Linked DNA regions of Sus scrofa: region 2 is linked to region 1. A link is a contact called in public HiChIP or PLAC-seq data. All regions are on one chromosome and are shown on one strand. Each heading gives the region's core, a stretch centred on a gene start, on an enhancer-like site or on the middle of the called end of the contact. The rest is flanking DNA. Distances are from core to core; before and after follow the strand shown.

Region 1 (5,521 bases), core at 2,281-4,780:
TAATTATTTCATCTGTTTTCACAGCTGCCATTTTGTTCTGAAGATTAGGCAATACTTCTTGTGAATCCAGTTACTTTCCTAATTATGACATCACTGTGTTGAAGACTTAAGTGGGTTGTAAAACATTATAGGTAGTTGGGTGGTAACTAAGGAGACCAAGCAGCAAGATCATCTTAATTAAGCAGGGCAACAAGAAGATGCATGTGGTAGGAACTGAGAAATAGAGCAGTCAGTCAGATGGACTTCAAAATGTCAGGCTTATTGTTGCTAAGTTAGGGCTTGGACAGAGCATCTTAGATGTGTGGCCATAATGGAATTGCTACTGTGTTACCCCTGATTAGATTTGCCCTCAGCCACGGGCATAGCCAGACAACCTCTGGGCTTCCCTTTGGGTACCTACTTGTCAGAGAGCAGCCTGGGAAGTCTGTGCCATTTGTGCTACTTCCTACATGGAGCCCAACTCCAGGACACAATGTCAATGGTCCCTGGATTCATGCGACCCAGAAGCCCTGTGCGTGTTCTGTGGATGAGCTGGGGTTCGCTGTCTTGCAGCAGAAAGATCAGAAGGGAGAAGAATGAGAGCAAATCCCTAATGCCTTCCCCACAACTTGATGAGAGCCATGGACAAATGGACTAAAGTATTCTCCTGTGAGTCAAATAACCCTCTCCCACTTGGAAGGAAGTGTTAGTTACTCTGGTAGAAGTCCCTTCTTCTGCCATAAAACAAAAAAACAAGAAGGGAATACATAGGAGAAGTAAAATAAAAGACAAAAGCATAAAGATCCAAATACATGATTTATGTAGATTATAGTGAAACTGTGGGTAATCATTAGTCAAGTCCATTTCACCTGCCTCCACTAATCAACGTCATTGCATGTCCTCCAACAGCATGTAGCCTAAGCAATAAGATGTTTGCCCAAGTTCTTTTTCAGGAACCTGGAGTCAGTTGTGTTTAGTTGGAAGTGAGCTGGATGCGACCACTGGCACTCCAGATGGGCATGTGCCATTGTCCACTTGGTGACTTTTTGATGTCAGAGACTGAAAACTCCACCCTTAGATCATGCTAAGTGCTCCATTTTTGGATGTGCAGAAGCCTTTGCAGAATGACAATTACCACTCCTTTTCCCAAGCATTTTTCCCTCACATTCCCCACACTCCCCACCCCTCAGACCAGCCAGCTTCGTTATTCTTTATCCCTGAAATACCCCCAGCCCTTTGCCTTTTGGAAAGTGGATCTGAGACTTGTTCTCCCATCTTCTCACTTAGCTGCCTTGTGAATAAACCCTCTCTGCTCCAAATCTGGGTGACTCAATGTTTTGGCTTGCTGTGTGTTGGGCAAAATGACCTGGTTCAGTAATAATAATGGTAATTAATTTCACTGGATCTATTTTCTGCCTCCCTCCCTCCTTTCCTTCCTTTGTTCCTTTCTTCCCTCTCTATCTTTATTTATTTTGCCATTCATTTAATAAACAAAGATATAATTCACATCAAAAAGCAAAAAATTAGTAGTAGAGTGTTAATTAATTATTTATTTATTTTTTGGTCTTTTTTTGTCTTTTAGGGCTGCCCGCATGGTTCCCAGGCTAGGGGTCCAATTGGAACTGTAGCTGCTGGGCTACTCCAGAGCCAGCAATGCAGGATCTGAGCTGCTACTGCAACCTACACCATAGCTCAGGGCAACGCTGGATCCTTACCCCACTGAGCAAGGCCAGGGATCCAGTCCTCATGGATGCTAGTCGGGTTCACTACCACTGAGCCATGACAGGAACTCCCGAGTGTTAATACGCTCAAAAATTTCCCTCTTTTTGGGCAAATGTTGGCTAGCTCTCTAACAGAGAGGGCCAGTGGTATTGTCTAAAGTTTATGGATTTAAGAATCAGTTTCCATCAAAATCCTTGTCACACACTGGGCCCTGGATTTCTCTGGGTCCTCATCTAAAGATGAGAAGTTATTGGAAGAAATAATCTCAACTGTTACTCCCAGCTCTAAATTTCTGTGATTATTATTCATTTATTCTCATCAAGCTTCAACAAATTTGAGTAAATCTGTAAAACAATATATTACAATTACCTTATCTCCTGTTTAGAGTTGCTGAACAGGTCAAATTAGTTAACACAAATGAAAATGTTCTACTGAGCCATAAAGCATGATGTAATTGGAAAGTAGACCAACTACCTCTTTTAAAAATTCAGACTAAACTAAAATGATTATTTTAGGCTCATATAACACAGGCAGCAAAAGTAGGCATTGAACCCAGACTTCAAAGTCTTTTATGAAAAAAATCAACTTTGAAGACAACATGAAGAAATTGTATCCCAAGTTTAACCTTATCATGAAATCAGACAGAATTTATCTATACAGACCAGTGCCACATAAACTTAATCATTGATCAGGATGTACAGAAATATCGAACACAGTCTATAATTTCCATCACAAGAAAGCATGGTTCCTTTCTTGCGTCTGGGAATTTCAGTCTTGGACCAGTTCCTTCATCATCAAATGTGTGTTGGGCAGATTTATGTTCCCCACTCTGAGGTACTGAGGGTACCAGGAACAAAACAGATGGTCCCTCCTCTCTGGGAGCTCCTGTTACACCCCAGGGGGAGCGAAGTGGACACAATAAATAAGTAAGCAAGAACACATCAGATCAGGAAAGCTTATAAAGAAAATAAAGCCGGGTATGGGGTTGTGAGTAATTTGGAAAGTGGGGGTAACTTTAGGTCAGGTGGCCAAAGGAGGTCCCTCTGAGAAGGGGACCTATAGCTAACATCATCCCCTAGAGCAGGGCCCAGCACCAGATGGAAAGCGGAGGCTGAGCCATTTAAAAATGAGGAATTTCAGGATGCCAACGGCAGAGCATTAAACTGATACCAGAGCATGGGGTGAAGGACGTATGTGCAGGAAGCCGGGGCTACCTGGAAGACAAGAGCAAGAGCAAGGGTAGGAATCAACCTGGTGCATTTGAAGAACTGAAAAGCGGCCCACGTGGTGGAGGCAGCGGGAGGAAGGGGAAGTGGGATGTCAAGTGAAGAGGAAGACGATGCATATCGAGGGATGGGCGGGGCCCTCAGTAACGACTGTTTCTAGTAACGGGATCATTGCGGAGGACTGTACAAAGGGCGATGATATGGTCTGGCTGCCTGATTTTAAAAGACTCGAATCTGACTGGAAACCATAAGCTTGTGGGCTTGATCCCTGGCCTCCATCGGTGGGTTGGGGAGTGGGGATCCAAGCGTTGCCGTGAGCTTCGGTGTAAAGTCGCAGAGGCGGCTCAGATCTGAAGTTGCTGTGGCTGTGATGTGGCTCCAGTTCTACCTCCATGTGACGCAGATGCGGCCGTAAAAAGCAAAAAAAAAAAAAAAAGAGAGAGAGAGAGAGAGAGAGACTACTGTGGTTGCCATGAAGGATGGTTCATTGCACAGTCAGGGCAGCCAGTGAGGGAAGCGGTTTTTCATCACCAGGACAGACGGCTACACAAGGGCGGCTCCTTGGGCAGAGTGAGAAGTGGCCTGATTCCGGCTTACTTGGGAGGCAGGGCTGGACTATGAGTTGAGGGAAAGGGCAGAATCACGCGGGGACGGCTGGGGTTGTGATGAGCTAGGGGTGGACTGTGACACCATCTCCCCGATGAGAAAGGCTAGGGCATGTGGCCCTTCCTTCCCCCACCCTCTCCGACACTCAAAGCCAACCTTCTGCTGGCAGGTTTCTCAGACCATGTGGCCCACAGGCATTTCAGACTCAACAGTTCCTAATACAGCTTTTTCTCCTCAGGCTCGCCTTACCATGGTTTCCCTGTCACCAGACCTAGACATTTGGGAATTAGCCCAGACTTTGCTCCCTCCTTCAGTCCAGTGGCCAACCCAAGCAGACTGCCAGATGATGTGTTGTATCTGGGCTCACAGAATGTCAAGACTCATGTGAGTTAATGGTTTTAGAAGCATTATTATTGACAAACTAAAGCATGTAGGAATCAGCAGACCATCAGAGCGAATAAGTGAAATCATACATAATGAAAATCAACCCTTTCTTTAAATTCTGGCCACATTGTTATGACTCTGGCAAATGTGTTTTAATTTGGTTCTTGATCTCCATGGCAACAGGATGGGTAAAAATATTAGATTGGATTACAACTGTAGCCTATCTCAATGACCTGTGAAAGAGTAAATCTATCAAAGTTGTGAATTAATATGATTATTTCCTTATGGTAAGTGAAAGTGAATATTTTTTTATGTATTTAATTATTGTTTTGCTTTTTAGAGCTGCACCCGAGACATACGGAGGTTTCCAGGCTAGGGGTCAAATCGGAGCTACAACTGCTGGCCTACGTCACAGCCACAGCAATGCCAGATCCGAGCCACATCTGTGACCTACACCACAGCTCATGGCAACTCCAAATCTCTGACGCACTAAGCGAGGGCAGGGATTGAACCCACATCCTCATGGATACTAGTTGGATTTGTTTCCATTGTGCCACAATGGGGACTCCCAAAAGTGAATGCTTTTTAAAAATTATGTGTCCACAATAAGAAAAAAACCCAAATTCAGTCTCTGGGGATAGAACATGATGGAAAATAATATAAGAAAGGGGATGCAGGAATTCCTGTTGTGGTGCAGTGGAAGCGAATCCAATTAGTATCCATGAGGATGCAAGTTTGATCCCTGGCCTTGCTCAGTGGGTTGGGGATCCCGAGTTGCTATGGCTATGGTGTAGCCTGGCAGCTGTAGCTCAGATTCAACCCCCTAGCCTGGGAACTCCTACATGCGGTGGGTTCAGCCCTAAAGAAGAAAAAGAAAAAAGAAAAAAAGAAAGCGAATGCATATATATGTATGACTGGTTCACTTTGCTGTACAGCAGAAATTGGCACAAATTGTAAATCAACTATAGTCTAATATAAATTAAAAAACAGTAAAGAAAAAACCCAACACCTCTCTGATCACCAAGATCAAATAATACCTAACAGAGTTGTGCATTACCTGTTCTGGCCTTTGTGTCTGTCAGAATCCTGGAATAAAATAGACTTTATCTTATAGGACTCAGATGAAGAGACCCTAAGGACAGGTGCTCACCAGTTACTCTGGAAATTTGTGACCACTCCCGAGGCTGATGCAAGGAGGGGCCCCCGTGGTTTTGGTGAGCAGGAGAGGGGCTGTCTGGTGAGAGAGGTGGTCCTGGAAGGGGACCCCAGGGATCCAATGAGTATGAGGCCGGGTGATGCCTGGGTTCAACCTTCTTGGGGCACAAAGCTAGGCAGAGAAGTGGGGGTGAGGTGGCTACAAGCAGATGCCAGGCACAGCCCCACTCTCGGTCTGTGGACCAGGCGAAGGCTCCCTAATCTTTGCCAGTGCATTTTCAGTAGGGGATTGAATTCATCATACTGCCCTGTGCAGCTGATAAGCTCCATCTCCCTCCCATCTAATTATCTTCCATAGATGGAGAGGAATGCACATCACTGTGAAAGAAATTTTAGGGGACCTACTAAAACTATTACACATATTTTATTAACACTCCAAAGTAGTGGGA
Region 2 (6,092 bases), core at 1,924-4,423, 240 kb after region 1:
TTCCCTCCCTGATAACACTGGCTCAGTTTTGCCCTAGCTGTCCAAAGAATTTATATGACTGTTGTGCAGATATTTGTTTCATGTTCTAGTTGGTTTCTCCTTCACTCACTAGAAGTGGCTCTTCCTTACTCACAGAAGTCATCCATGTCATCTGTGTGTCCCATCGAGTGAGGCACAGACACGCCACTTCAGGGTCTCCCAGCTTGTTGGGACACAAATGACTCGATGGCAGGGACCTTCCTTTTAGTCTCTTCCAGGAAGCCAGTTGTTGTTTGCTTATATTTCTCCATTGCAACGGCTCTCCCCTTTCTCAGGTTCTGTCTGGAGACTCACAAGTCTTCACGCTTTTCCTCCAAACAAAGTCTTGTTTCCGTCCCCTACTCTGTGATTCTTTCCATCCTACCCTGGGCCTGTACAACAGATTGAAAGCCCCAGGGCCCACCTGGAGTCCCTGACTTTCCCAGCTCTGTTTGGATAAACATTTCTCTTAAATGACTTGTGCCCAGTGGCAAGTGAACAGGGCCAGAAACCAGCTCTGAGCCAAGAAGATTTATGCCTGTGCAGCAGTCCTATAGATAAAATGTAGTAAATATTTATTTATTCATTTTATATATGTGTTATAAATATTTATTGTAAATATTTATTACAAATATATTATTTATGTATTAGGGTATACAGGGCCCCACAGAGTCATCTGGGGCCCTGTATACCCTAATAAATTAGTGCTTCTGATTTTATAAGCACTGTCATAACCACAGTTATAAGTGGGATTTTTCCTTTTACTCTAGTATATGTTCCTTTGCTTTACTAGGTGTTGTTTATTAGGTGTTGTTTCCCCCAAGTGTTGTATAAAGGGACAGATTGTTTCAGGGCAACCAGTAAGTTGTATTTACAGGTGGCTGGCTGTCTTTACTAGCTTTGCTGCTAGAACACAACTGCTTTCCAGCCGGAAGGAACCTTGCAAAGTAGCTGGAGCTGTTAGGTCCAGACTTCATCTAGAAGCTCAGTTAGGAACAGATATTTAGTGAATCACTGAATCCTTCTTGTTCAGTTCCTCTCCAGGGCTGTGTGTAATGTGAAGTGAATGAGATAGTGCTCTCTTTGCATTCCCGAAATGACACTGCCAGCTCAGCATCAATAGGACCTGAGCTTCAAGTGGCTTTTGCAACATTAGGGTGGGGCTTTGCTGGCCCAGGAAAGAAGAGCCCTACCCAGGCTCTGTTCTAGAAGGGGTATGTGTCCTTGTTCTGGCAAGCCTCCCATTGTGTAGTGCACCTTCTTAACCAAGTACATCTTCTTAACCAAGAGGAACTACTCTTTTACCACAAGAGATTTTAAAGAATAATAAGCAATGGACTCACACTATGTTCTAAACTACATACAGGTTTCTAGGAGTTTATGTAAACCAATAAATGATGCATATTAGAAATAAAATAGGGCATCAGTGGTGGAGAACATATATACACAATCTCAAACAATATGAAATTCTTAGGGCAAAATCACTTAATTGCATTTCATGCTCAAAGAAATGAATTTTATTGCCCAAATGACCAAACAGTTCCTAATTAGAGTTATCAACTGGTTAAATAGGCTGAAAGAAGGAGCGGCTTTAGACAAGTTCCTCCCAACAATGACCAGGCCACACCTAGCGCAGGGTTTTCTCCACCTCCCCAGTGAATGCGGAAATTGGAATTAGTATCAAGATCACCCACCACTGATGCCCATTGAATAGTGGACCAGAGCTGATGGGGCCCTGACCAAACTTTGCACTTTGCTGCTGTAGGATGTCAGGTTCAACAGGCATCCTGCCTCCACCATGAGCGGCTCAGCTTGCGTATTTCTGATGTTTTCCCATTTCTGTTTCTGGATCCTTTTGTTGCTGTAGCAGACATTTGTGAACGTACAGAGCTCCTTTGGACTCTTGGATTTTTTCTGCCTAGCAGGTGGGGTCTTAATTCCTGCATGACTTTAGGAGGCCAAGGGAATATCTTCCAGACTCAGGGTTGTCATTTGAAGGCCCTTCCTCCACGTGAGAAAGATATTCACTTTCAGGGTGGCTGGTCAGGGTTAAGTCAAACCTGTGTAGGTGGTATGAAGTTAACAGACATGTGGGAATTGAACCCTAAAATAAACATTGTCAGTTTCTCTGGGAAAGTAAGGTTATCTCTTCCTGCAGGGATTATGAATATACAATTTTTTTTTTTTTTTGGTCTTTTTAGGGCCATACCAAAGCATATGGAGGTTCCCAGGCTAGGGGTTGAATCAGAGCTGTAGCTGTCGGTCTACACCACAGCCATAGCAATGCCAGATCCGAGCCACATCTGCGACCTACACCACAGCTCATGGCAATGCTGGATCCTTAACCCATTGAGCAAAGCCAGGGATCTAATCTGCATCCTCATGGATACTAGTCAGATTCGTTTCTGCTGAACAAAGACAGGAAATCCTGAATATACAATTTATGAACTGTCCATGAAAGCTTTAAATTCAGAATTTCTTGTGTTCACAGATCACTAGTAGGAACACATATACTCTCTCTCTTACCTGTATGGGGAAGGAAGGAACAGGGCAGACTCTACCAGGAACAGCCTGATGGTGTGATTCTATGGACAGAACAGTTGTTTGACTTGTTTAAATATAACAAGTTTGAATGGCATGCTGCCAAACTGTAACAACAAGTTCTCCAGGAGCCAAACCCCTGATTTGTAGTGCCTGCCAATTTCAGTGGTGTAAATACTCCCAGCCTGACCAGCTTCAAGCTGCCAACTAAAGTCACTGAATATGGAGTGTGAAGAGGTATGAACAGTTGGCTGTCACCAGTCAGTGTCAGCTGGCCCCAGCACACCCCTGAGAAACAATGGGAAAGCATGAGTATGAATATGGCCTTGGAAATTCTTTTTTAAAAACATCTCTACTGTCTGAAAAGTTACTGTCTGAAGGAAGTCACCGTGTGTGTGTTAGTGTGTGTTGTGGGTACATACAAATGTATATTTTTTTCATGTACTTATTTCAGTTTCAGACAATTTTCCAAATTTAATGCTGTAATTTATGAACTCTTTATAAAGGCATGGAAATTTTAATAAGCATGTATTTTCCCACTTACTTTACACTCGATTATAATTGATTGCATGCCTTCTGACTTTTTGGTGTAGTGGTTTTCCACTTTTATTTTTCCAGTATCATTCTGTCGACCTCTACAGCCAGAACTGTCTGCGTCATGAAAAGATCTCTTCCTCTTTCTGTCCTGTGTCCAGTTTTAATAGCAAGTGTGACTACTCAGCTGGTGAGTTGGTGCTCTTCACTGAATCTGGGGGCCACACTCCCCTTATGAGGGGTCCTGTGAGCTGTAAAATAGATCCTTTCTATTTTCCTTATTTATTTTTACCAGATATCCCCCCTCATCTGGGTTATTTCAAATCAACTGACTTCCCATCAAGGTTCAGAACAAAGGCTACCTTCATTACAGAAAAGAAAATTACTTTAAAATGCCAGCAATAAAATCTCTCTCTCTGTCTTGGCTCACTTTTCCTTTAAGTGTCCTCACCTATAGTCTTCATTTGAAGAAAGTGAAAAACACATATTCACACAGGAATGAAGAGTGTCTGTCAGGCTGATTGATATTTTCACTTACACTGAGGCCCCCCCCCCATTTTTTTTCTTCATTGAAACACTAGTTTTGTTGGTTTAAAAAAACTCAGGTAGATATGTAAGAGATCATGTATTGTCTTTTTATTTTTTGTCAGCACCTGCCACAAAGCCTTATTTCCACATGTCCCAACACTGCCTCAGCGATAAAAAACAAATACACTGTCATTAAGTGAGACGTGCCCACTCTGTTCAGCCATCTCTAAATGACACTTTAAAACAATGACCCTCAAGGCAAGTGTTGGGCTGTGGGTTTACTTTCTCACCTCAGCCCCATCAGATTTCATTTTGTGAGTGCTGAGGGACCCCCAAACATAGCCCTGTGGCTGGGAAGGTCCTACAGGCATGGTTTGCATTCCTTTAGTTAGTAAATCCCACCATACTCCCTGCTCCTGTGGGCAAAAGAATATGCTTCCTTTCAGGCTGTGGGTTCCTCATTGTTTGGTTGCAAGATGTCCCGTGTGTCTGCGTTTTAACTGTCAGGCCCCTGAGCTGAATGCCTCTCCCAGGATGTCTACACCCTGGCCTGCAGGACAATGAGATCAGCATGTCACTTGTCACCTAGGAGGCTGGACACAGAGGTGGGAGAGAAAGTTGTGAAATCCCTGCACCTGGCGCTATTGCTAGTGTGTGTGATTGAGTGTCCCTGGAGTGACAGAGCCCATCTTCCACTGGCCAGGATCTCCACCCTGGCCTGTATTTGTGAACCTACAGAGTGTACAGAGTACAAGAGAGGCCTGGTTTGTTCTAAGAAATGCAAAAGCAGTCCTGCAGACAAATTAAGTCCCCATGCCATGGCAATAGCCATGAGGATGAAGCCATGACAATGGCTTTTAAATTATTTGAAAAACAGGAGTTCCTGTTGTGGCTTAGCGGGTTAAGAACCGGACTAGTATCCATGAGGATGCAGGTTCAATCCCTGGCCTCCCTAAGTGGATAAGGATCCAGCGTTGCTATGAGCTGTGGTGTAGGTCACAGATGCAGCTCGGATCCCATGTTGCTGTGGCTGTGGCCAGCAGCCTAGCTTCGATTCGACCCCTAGCCTGGGAACTTCCATGTGCCACGGGTGTGGCCCTAAAAAGTAAAAAAGAAAAAAGAAACTAAATTATTTGAAAACATATGAATGAGCCTAATAGATGTATGCAATGTGAATGTCACAGGTGCCCAAGCAATTCAGGCCCAGCTGGGCTTGGGGCAAGACTAATTAGGAAAGGATTCATCCAGGAAGAAATTTGTGAGGAAGGTTTTAAAAGAAGTCATTTGGTAGAGTGTTACAGGGAGAAGGAGGGTGAATCTCAAGACATGGAGAGAAATGGGAAGACTCAGGCCATGGCCCACCAGCCAACCCCGACGCCACACTCCTACCTGCACTCCTTCAAGCTTTGGCTCAAATGTCATTGCCTGAAGCCTCCTCCAACCACCAGCTTAAATTGCCACTCACCTCCTCTCCCACAGGCTCTTTGTGCATTCCTTTATTTTTCTCCATCTCATTTATCACCCTCCAAAGTATTAAAATATCCCCCCCCCCCCGTATAAGTTCCATAAGGACAGAGATTGTTGTCTGTCTTATTCCCCAATATACTTAGCACTTGGCACATACCATCCTTGTTTCTTGAATAAGTGGGATGTAGTAAGAAAGAAGTCTGGTGGGCAGTGTTTTGGGGTCTAAAGACCTCAGGTGGAGAATGTGGAATCCTGAGTGCTCAAGCCCAGGCCAGCCTGGGAGGGCAGTCAAGGTCATTGTGCCATGGTTTCCTTACTGGTAGGATGAATGTTGGTGAGATGACGGCTGATGTCCTCTGAGCTGCACTGCTCTGAGAACCCACAGGGTCAGAAGGCAATGTGGTGAGCATCTTGGACTCTACTTCAAGCCACCTGGAGCTGTTACTGAGAGAGAAAATTTCTGAATCATGGGGTCAAGCTGGTATTTGTAAAAAGAATCATTTTTTTCCAATGTACTCTGGACAGATTTGTTTGTTTGTCTTTTTAGGTCCCCACCCGAGGCTTATGGAAGTTTCCGGGCTAGGGGTCAAATCAGAGCTGCAACTGCCAGCCTGCACCCCAGCCACAGCGATGCAGGATCTGAGTCGCATTTGTGACCTACATCACAACTTAGGTCAACCCAGGATCTTTAACCCACTGAGCGAGGCCAGGGATCGAACCCACCTCCTCATGGATACTAGTCAGGTTCATTACCACTGAGCCACAACGGGAACTCCACCAAGCAGGTTTTTTAAAATGGGAGAGTAAAATCTAGATAAATTAATTTTTTCTTACCACCTAATAAATCCTTCTTTCACCTCCTTCCTTTCCACTAACTTCTCTCACCCAACTCCTGCAGGCTTGAACCAGCAGCAATTTGGGTCCATGGATGAGTGAGCCATTGGCTTTCAAGGCTCCTAGTTCAGTGAACTAGAACTTCAGAAGAAAACTCAATAGGGAAAACC

Evidence for each region. HiChIP or PLAC-seq counts read pairs in DNA pulled down with a chosen protein or histone mark.
Region 2: a contact with region 1 is called in an H3K27ac HiChIP or PLAC-seq map of alveolar macrophages. The contact joins two enhancer-like sites. A contact is called at or near these places in 2 of 47 Hi-C or Micro-C datasets (both in embryonic fibroblasts) and 1 of 2 datasets of contacts at active chromatin or transcription factors (alveolar macrophages).

Annotation. Positions count from the first base shown.
Region 1 is chr6:105,710,166-105,715,686 of Sscrofa11.1, forward strand. No RefSeq gene overlaps it. Among named protein-coding and RNA genes, the nearest start is that of CLUL1, 5.6 kb to the left of the region's middle. Within about 2 kb of position 3,531, at least 5 of the 83 cell types and tissues checked have an H3K27ac peak or open chromatin away from gene starts, as enhancers often do. A contact at or near this core is called in alveolar macrophages, where this site is marked.
Region 2 is chr6:105,946,333-105,952,424 of Sscrofa11.1, forward strand. All of the region lies in intron 2 of COLEC12 (collectin-12), which reads left to right. Among named protein-coding and RNA genes, the nearest start is that of THOC1, 90 kb to the right of the region's middle. Within about 2 kb of position 3,174, at least 4 of the 83 cell types and tissues checked have an H3K27ac peak or open chromatin away from gene starts, as enhancers often do. A contact at or near this core is called in alveolar macrophages, where this site is marked.